2 separate regions of the Pan troglodytes genome follow, and region 2 is linked to region 1. Evidence: chromatin contacts called from public Hi-C data. All regions are on one chromosome and are shown on one strand. Each heading gives the region's core, a stretch centred on a gene start, on an enhancer-like site or on the middle of the called end of the contact. The rest is flanking DNA. Distances are from core to core; before and after follow the strand shown. Region 1 holds the start of FBN1 (fibrillin 1). Region 2 holds the start of CEP152 (centrosomal protein 152).

Region 1 (3,725 bases), core at 872-3,371:
TCTCTACCTCTCAGGTTCAGGCGATTCTAGTGCCTCAGCCTCCTGAGTAGCAAGATTTACAGGCATGCACCACCACACCTGGCTAATTTTTGTATTTTTAGTAGAGACAGGGTTTCACAATGTTGGTCGGGCTGGTCTTGAACTACTGGTCTAAAGTGATCCACCCGCCTTGGTCTCCCAAAGTGCTGGGATTACAGGCCCAGGCATGAGCCACCACGCCCATCCTGGTGTCAGAATTTTTTTAAAGCCTCTTATTATTTTACTGCATAGCCAGGGTTGAGAACCACTATCCTAAGTAGAGTCTAGTTATGTTTTAGACTTAAGTTAAATATCACTTCCTCAGGGATCCCTTTCCTGATCAGCCCTAGCCTAGGTCAAGTCCCCTTGTTATATATCCTCCAAGCAAGCACCCAGTACTTATCCTGTTTGGCGCTTAACAATTGGGCCATTATTTGTTTCAAGTCTGCCTTTCCTTGTTGACTACCTGCTGTGTGAGGGGAGACACATTTCTGCCCTTTTCACTAAATTGTTGAAGTCAGCCGTGTTCAAATTGTTGAACCTGCCTTGTTAAAATTGTTGAAGTCTAGTTCAACAATGCACTAAGTAGTACACAGTTCGTGCTCAGTAAAAACATCTTGAATGAATGATCTCCTTTACTCAGCCAGGAGTGTGTGACCAAGGCTCTCATTCATGAATCTGCTAAGAGACCTTTTGCAGGTGAGACCTTAAAGTACACCACATACATACTTACAGGACTATGGCTTTAGATCAGCTCATAGTTCCCACAGTTTTACTGTTTCATCTTCATGTATCACAGCAGTTCAGCATGTCCATCATCACCATTACAACCCTGTGTGGTGGACACTACAAGTCCCATCTTATATTTGGAAAGAAGTTGAATAACTTGCCCAGGTCTCTCTACCCTACTGTCTGGGCCCCTTTACAAACGGTTACAAATAAGGAAAATCCCTTTCAACAGGATACATTCCCAGGGTACCTGTTTGTGCTGAGCTTTTATTATTGGCTTGACAGCAGGCTGGTGGCTGCTTGCAGGGGATTTTCTGGGGGTCTCCAGTTACAGCAGCCAGGACCCAGTGTGCGACTTCCGGCCTTCCTAAACTGTTACAGGGTGCAGGCATCATTGGGCATTATCCATATAAGGATGCCACAAATACTATACCTTTCAAAGCCACTAAATTAACTGTGCCGCGCATATCCTGGGGAGAGGCAGCTGTGTGTGGGGGAGGGCGAGGGGACCGGGAGGGTGTAAGTAGAGTCCTCCAGATGAACCCCAGTCTTAATCTGGGCTGGGCAAGAGGACCATCCCTTCACCGCTCCCATCCTAAATCCTAGGTTCCAACATTTACAGGCCCCTGGGTTGGACACCGACTTAGAGAGAGCATCCTGGATTCAGGCCTGGGTGGCTTGAATTGAGCCTCAGAAGAGCCGCGTCTGGAGTGGGCTCTCGACACCCAGGGCAAGTGGGGGCGGCAGAGCCCTCTCCTCGGTCGGCACAGCAGCCTCTGCCGCGGTCCCGGCCTGCGACGCGCCCAGTCTTAGCCTCCTGGCCTCCGGCGTCTGCTGAGTGTCCAGCGGGAGAGGCGCAGGGAGCGCGCTACCGGGAGGCGCGGGCAGCGGGGACTGGTCTTCTCTCGGGCCAGGGCCTCCGGGGCAACCGTCTCCAGCGCGCATTCTTGGTGCAGGTGGAACAGCTTTCTGCTCCGGTAGGGCTTCACCTATCGCGGGAGAGGTTAATCTCGGATCTAAACCTCGCAGCCGCAGAGCGGGCTAAAACCGCTACTCCACCTCTTCCCATTTCTCTCCTCCCCACCTCAAGACAAAAAGTCCCAGGCCGGGCAGGACCTGATCACCTCTGCCTCCTCCCACTGCGCTAATCCTGCGAGCCAGAGGCCCCGCACCGAGGCGGAGGCTGGCAAAGGGGAGTGGAAAGGGAGGATGGATGGGGCCGGGGGGTGGGGTGGTGATGAGGGCGATGAAGGAGGGGGTGTCATTTTCTTTTTCTTTCTTTTTTTTAAAAAAGTATTTCTCTCGCGAGAAACCGCTGCGCGGACGATACTTGAAGAGGTGGGGAAAGGAGGGGGCTGCGGGAGCCGCGGCAGAGACTGTGGGTGCCACAAGCGGACAGGCGGCCACAGCTGGGACAGCTGCGAGCGGAGCCGAGCAGTGGCTGTAGCGGCCACGACTGGGAGCAGCCGCCGCCGCCTCCTCGGGAGTCGGAGCCGCCGCTTCTCCAGTGGGTGCAGCCGGGGTCCCGACGGGGGTCGGGCGGCCACCGGGGCTGGAGCTGCGGCCACGGAGGCTTTTGCGTTTGCGCCGCGCCGAGGGCAGGGACAGGGACTGGGGTGAGGGGCTGTCCCGGAACGTCCACAGCTGGCGCTGGCCCTCCCCTGCCTGACAGCTTCCTGGCCCGGGGCTCTTGGTGCCGGGCTCCGCGTCAGATGTTCGGGGGGCGGTGGCAGCGCCCGGAGTCGGCGGGGACGGCGCGGCTGGCTTCCAGCCTGGCGGAGAGGGCAGGCTGAGGAGTGGGACGTTCAGAGCGCGCATCGCGCGCAATTCGTGCCGCTAAAAAAAATAAACCCAGAGAGCTCGCCCGGGGCTTAGGACCGCTGGGGATATGGGTACTTTGCGCCGCGCTCTTCTGGCGGGGCCCGGGAGGCCGAGGGATCGGCCGGGGCTGCTGCCGCCGGGGGCCTGGGCTTTCCAGCCAGCCGTGGACCAAACGGTCTTCCCTTACCCAAATTAACTGCGCCACGCGCAGGCGGCGCACGGGTTGGGCTTGGGAATGGGGACCGCGAGGCTTCAGCATCCCGATGCCCTGAAAGTCTCCCCGCCTCGGGGATTTGTCTCTGTGTTGCAGCTGGCAGGGGCCGCCTGAAGTGGGAGCAGCGCCTGGAGAAGGCGGGAGGAGCCCGGCCCGGGGGACGGGCGGCGGGATAGCGGGACCCCGGCGGCGCGGTGCGCTTCAGGGCGCAGCGGCGGCCGCAGACCGAGCCCCGGGCGCGGCAAGAGGCGGCGGGAGCCGGTGGCGGCTCGGCATCATGCGTCGAGGGCGTCTGCTGGAGATCGTCCTGGGATTTACCGTGCTTTTAGCGTCCTACACGAGCCATGGGGCGGACGCCAATTTGGAGGCTGGGAACGTGAAGGAAACCAGAGCCAGTCGGGCCAAGAGAAGAGGCGGTGGAGGACACGACGCGCTTAAAGGGTAAAGGAACCGGTTCCCTCCTTTGGTGTGGGTCTCCCAAGTTTCAAGATCCAGAACAACGGGCAGGATGACTCTCCCTGTGGAAGACTCCTTGGCAAGACCTCCTGGGGGCACCTTAGAGGTGCTAGGGTTGTTTAGTCCCCACCCCGTTCGTGGTTAAACTACCTTGCCCCTACTCCCAGAGATTTCTGCCCCAAAGGAGAGGACATGGTTAAATGGAATCTTGGGCCATTGTTGAGGCAGATTTTGGGAGGCGAGAAGAGTTCCTTGGGGAAGAAGGGGAGGAGTTGCGAGTGGGATAAGAGGAGAAGCCCATTCCTTTCCCTGCAATATCAATTCTGGTTGTTTCTAGAGGAAAGTACTTTCCTTGGGGTCATCTTGGTAGATGCTGTATTTGAAAGGGGGCAAGGAAAGGAAGGGATTCCCATGACAGTCAGAGGAGAAATCACACAGTAGTTGACTCTTCCGTAAATTATGCTTATTAAAATTACGGATTGGGTTT
Region 2 (3,725 bases), core at 731-3,230, 170 kb before region 1:
TTGCTGGTCTGGCCTTTAAATTGCACTCATGCTAATCAACTGACCTGTTGAGCTCTCTCCTTCTCTTCTTCCTTGAACCTGCCTTGATAGATTCATCTTTAGGTGTTCACTTTCCCTAGAATTATTGCCTATTATACTCTTATTACACTTAGTAAACAATTTTTATTATTATTTATTTTTCTACGTAAGCATCTTGTAACTCAGAGTGTTGGTACCTTGAGCATAGGGGTCCTACCCTGCACCTAGGCCAGGACTTAAACAGGATAGGTGGTCAAAGAAATTCAGTTGAATATATCCATAACTCCACCAAAAACCATTTTTAGAGGCATGGCAGGATGGGAGGTTGATTTATTCTTTATTTTCCCTCTTTGTCACATATATGCTAGTCTCACTAAAATATTTTGTATGTAGTGATGAGCTCTGGGTTTGGAGATAAAGGACCTGGTTTCAGATTCTGTCTGCCTTGTATTAGCTGTGTAGCCTTGGACAAGTCATTTAATTTATTTTTATGTAAGTTTCTTCAACTGGAAAATGGGTAGGAATACCTGTCCTAACCCCCCACAGTGTTGTAGTGAGAACCAAATGAGATGATGCTTGTGAAAGAATTTACCAATCTGTAAAGCACTGTGTAATGGATTATAAACACTGCCTCCTCATGTGCTTCCCCTGACACGTTTTATGCTTTCATCCTTCTAAGAAGCAGTTGTTTGTGCATGGGGATCACATGGCATTCTTGCTGCAGCACTCCATCATAACCCTCAGCACAGAATGCAACATACAGTTTGCCAATCGACTTCAGTGGGATGTGAAAAGTGAAAAGTGCATTTAATTCTCACTAAGATGCCTTGGCTCAGATTCAACAAATGCCATTTACTTGAAGGCCTTTTATTTGCTTTTTCTGCCCGCCCCCCTGCCAAAATCTTCATCTATTTGTTCATTTATTCATTTACTCATTTAACATAATTGTTTTGAGTGCCTACCAGGGTTATGTTAGACACCCAAGAAGTAAAGTGAGTACTTCAAGATATTCACATTGTACTGAGTGTAACAGACACACAAAAACTTACAGTAGATATAAGAACTATAATAGGATATATAGGATACACTGTGTACAGAGGTAGGAAAGATCATTTTTGCAAAGTGAGGGAGTGTGTGTCATGAAAGGCTTCAAAGGAGGTGCTAGTCTGTCTTCAAAACTAAGTAGCAGGAGAAGTAAGGTAGAGGCGATGCAGGTGAAAGAAACAGCTTTCACAGCAGGTGAAAGAAAAAAAGCGCTCTGGGAACCATTGTTAGCTCAGCCTGTGATTTCATTCATTCTATTACAGTGGGTTAAATTACCTGTTGTTTGCCAAACCCTATACCAGTTTATGGGGTTACAGGGGTCAGTGTAGGCATCATGGGGGCGGACGGTGAAGTAGCAAAGGAAAACCAGCCACATTATGAAGAGCCTCGAACAACCATTTTACTCCGTGCCAGTACACATGGGAAAGGGTTGAAAGGATATGTGAACCTGCCGCCACCAATTCCTTGATTATTCACTGGAACCCTTTCAGCCAGAGAAGATAGACACAGTACTGGGCTTTACTGAGGACTGGGTGGCGCTGTCTTTAGGGGCAGGTTAATAATATACACCTAAGTGACAAGAACACTCACACCCGAGGAAATTAGAGTAGTAAATAGACACGTGGAAAAATGTGCCATCTTATCAGTAATTAAAGAATCAAAAATGTAAACAAAGCGGCACCTAGTAAGGTAGAAGACAAAGCAAAATATCTAAGGCTGTTAAATAATGGGGAAGCAGGCGCCTTAGAAAACAAGGGCAAATGTAAAAAACCTCTAAGGCAAGAGTTCGGTGGGGAATCTGCGGGATTCTGTGTGCTGAAGCGCAGGAGGCACGAGTCACCTTTGCAGTCTCCGGTACCAAACGGGCAAGGGGTCCCCGTAAGACTGCTGCACCCTGGCCGAAGGTAGCGGGTGAAGCGCCTCGGCGTCTCTAGGCAACCGATCAGCCCGCCCACTCCGGGGTAACTTCCTCGTAATTGGCTCTCGAATCCACCAATGGGCGCACAGGGGGAGCTTCCCGCCACCTCTGGCGCCCGCTTTCAAACAGCCGTACTTTGCAACTGCAGGCGGACTTCTCAACCAAGCTTGAGGAAGGCGGAGACTTCTGCCTCCTCGCTCTGCCCCGAGCCGGCACGGCTCCGCCCACCGGGCGAGCTTCTAGTCGGCGATTGAAGGAGGCGAGTGCTCCTTAAGGGCCTCCGCCCCGTGAGTTCGGTTGTGACTAGGAAGGAGCTAGTGGACTAGAGCCAGGGTAAGGGGATGGGCTAGAAGTTGGTCTTCCGCCAGGACTAGAGTTTCCTAGCGGTAACAGCCTCCGTGGCCTCCGGTAAGTTCTGATCCACGGGTGGGCTTGGACCTGGGGTTAGAGGAGTTGCGGGGTCCTCGGGATGCTGGCTGAGGGTTCCTGGGGGTGCTGACCTGCCCCCTCCCCAAATCCCGCGGTGGTGGACTGCCCGTATGTTGCGGGCTCAGCTTTTACCTTTAACGTGTCATTTAGACCTCTTCATTCCTCCAATATCCTACTTAGAAGTGACATATGGGAAGCCCGCCTCGTTTCCAGGCTGCTGGGGTCGCCCTGAGACCCTACTCTGCGGACCCCGCCTTGGTCACCCTGGCGTCACGCCTGGCTCACAGTAGGTGCTCTGTGCACGTGTGTTGACCGAGTACAAGTGACGCTGGCACCCGAAGCCAGCAGCCCCGGGCATCCTGGGCCCCGTGCGGCTTTGGTCATGTTTGTAGTGCCGTAGCTGACGCCAAACAGTTCCTCAAGGTCATTCGGTCAGCCTGTGGATGCTTATTGTGTGTTAGCATTACTCGCTCCGCTCTCTGGGCAACTTGAATCAATTTGTCCAAAGTGCTGTTATTAGCACTGATCACAAGATGTTGCGATCATTTGTTTATATGTCTATTTTCTTTCCCTCCATCGTGTCCTGTTAAACTTTGTAATCTTGAACAGTGCTTGGTAAATTGTCGAATGAATGAATAAGGTGCCTCCACCAGGTGTTGCAAGTCTAAACCGGGCTATGTGCTCTGGCTGTTTCCATTCTAGAAGGCGAGTTATGTCAGCAAGTAAGTAGAATTTCCCAACTCCCAGTGCAATTCTTAGAAACCCCTTTTGTGGGGGTTTATAACCCTTCCTATATCGTAGTCATGAACTCGAGTCTGATTTAAGCCTATTATCACCTTATACCTTCATAGTGCGTGACAATGAACATGCACTCCCTAGACAGGTGAATGCACTCAACTAAAGAGAAGCTGAAGTTGAAGCCATAAGAAAAGCATAAGAAATACAGTCTGAAAGTGCAAAGGAGTGGCCAGCTCCATGGGGGAACAGGCTTGGGAGGGCATCTTGAAGGAGGGTGGCATTTTTGTTCCATAGGAGGTTGCATTATTAGAAGTGACATTTCTCATAGGCTGCACATTCACCTTTTCTCAGATATGCGGAATCCTCTTTATTCCCTAAACCTCTTCGGTAGCTGGCAGACTCCTATTCGTCAGTAATAATGTCATAATAGTAATAAAACTACAATGTATTGATTGGCACATAGTGCTAATTACTTTACATGTAGTATCTTGTGAATCCTCAGAATCAATCTTTGAAGTGTTATTTTTACCCCCATTTCTTTAACGTAGAAGCAGAAACAGTTTGCTCAAGATTGCAC

Evidence for each region. A called contact is a pair of places that touch in the nucleus more often than the background predicts.
Region 2: a contact with region 1 is called in a Hi-C map of stem cell-derived neural progenitor cells, with 2.5 times the contacts expected there. The contact joins the promoter of CEP152 here to the promoter of FBN1 in region 1. A contact is called at or near these places in 1 of 7 Hi-C or Micro-C datasets (stem cell-derived neural progenitor cells) and 1 of 1 datasets of contacts at active chromatin or transcription factors (stem cell-derived excitatory neurons).

Annotation. Positions count from the first base shown.
Region 1 is chr16:40,630,399-40,634,123 of NHGRI_mPanTro3-v2.0_pri, reverse strand. FBN1 (fibrillin 1) reads left to right here and starts at 2,121. Exons shown (of 66, transcript XM_001149266.6): 1 at 2,121-2,254; 2 at 2,879-3,223. The coding sequence starts at 3,060.
Region 2 is chr16:40,796,965-40,800,689 of NHGRI_mPanTro3-v2.0_pri, reverse strand. It overlaps CEP152 (centrosomal protein 152), which reads left to right and starts at 1,980. Exons shown (of 27, transcript XM_523070.7): 1 at 1,980-2,389.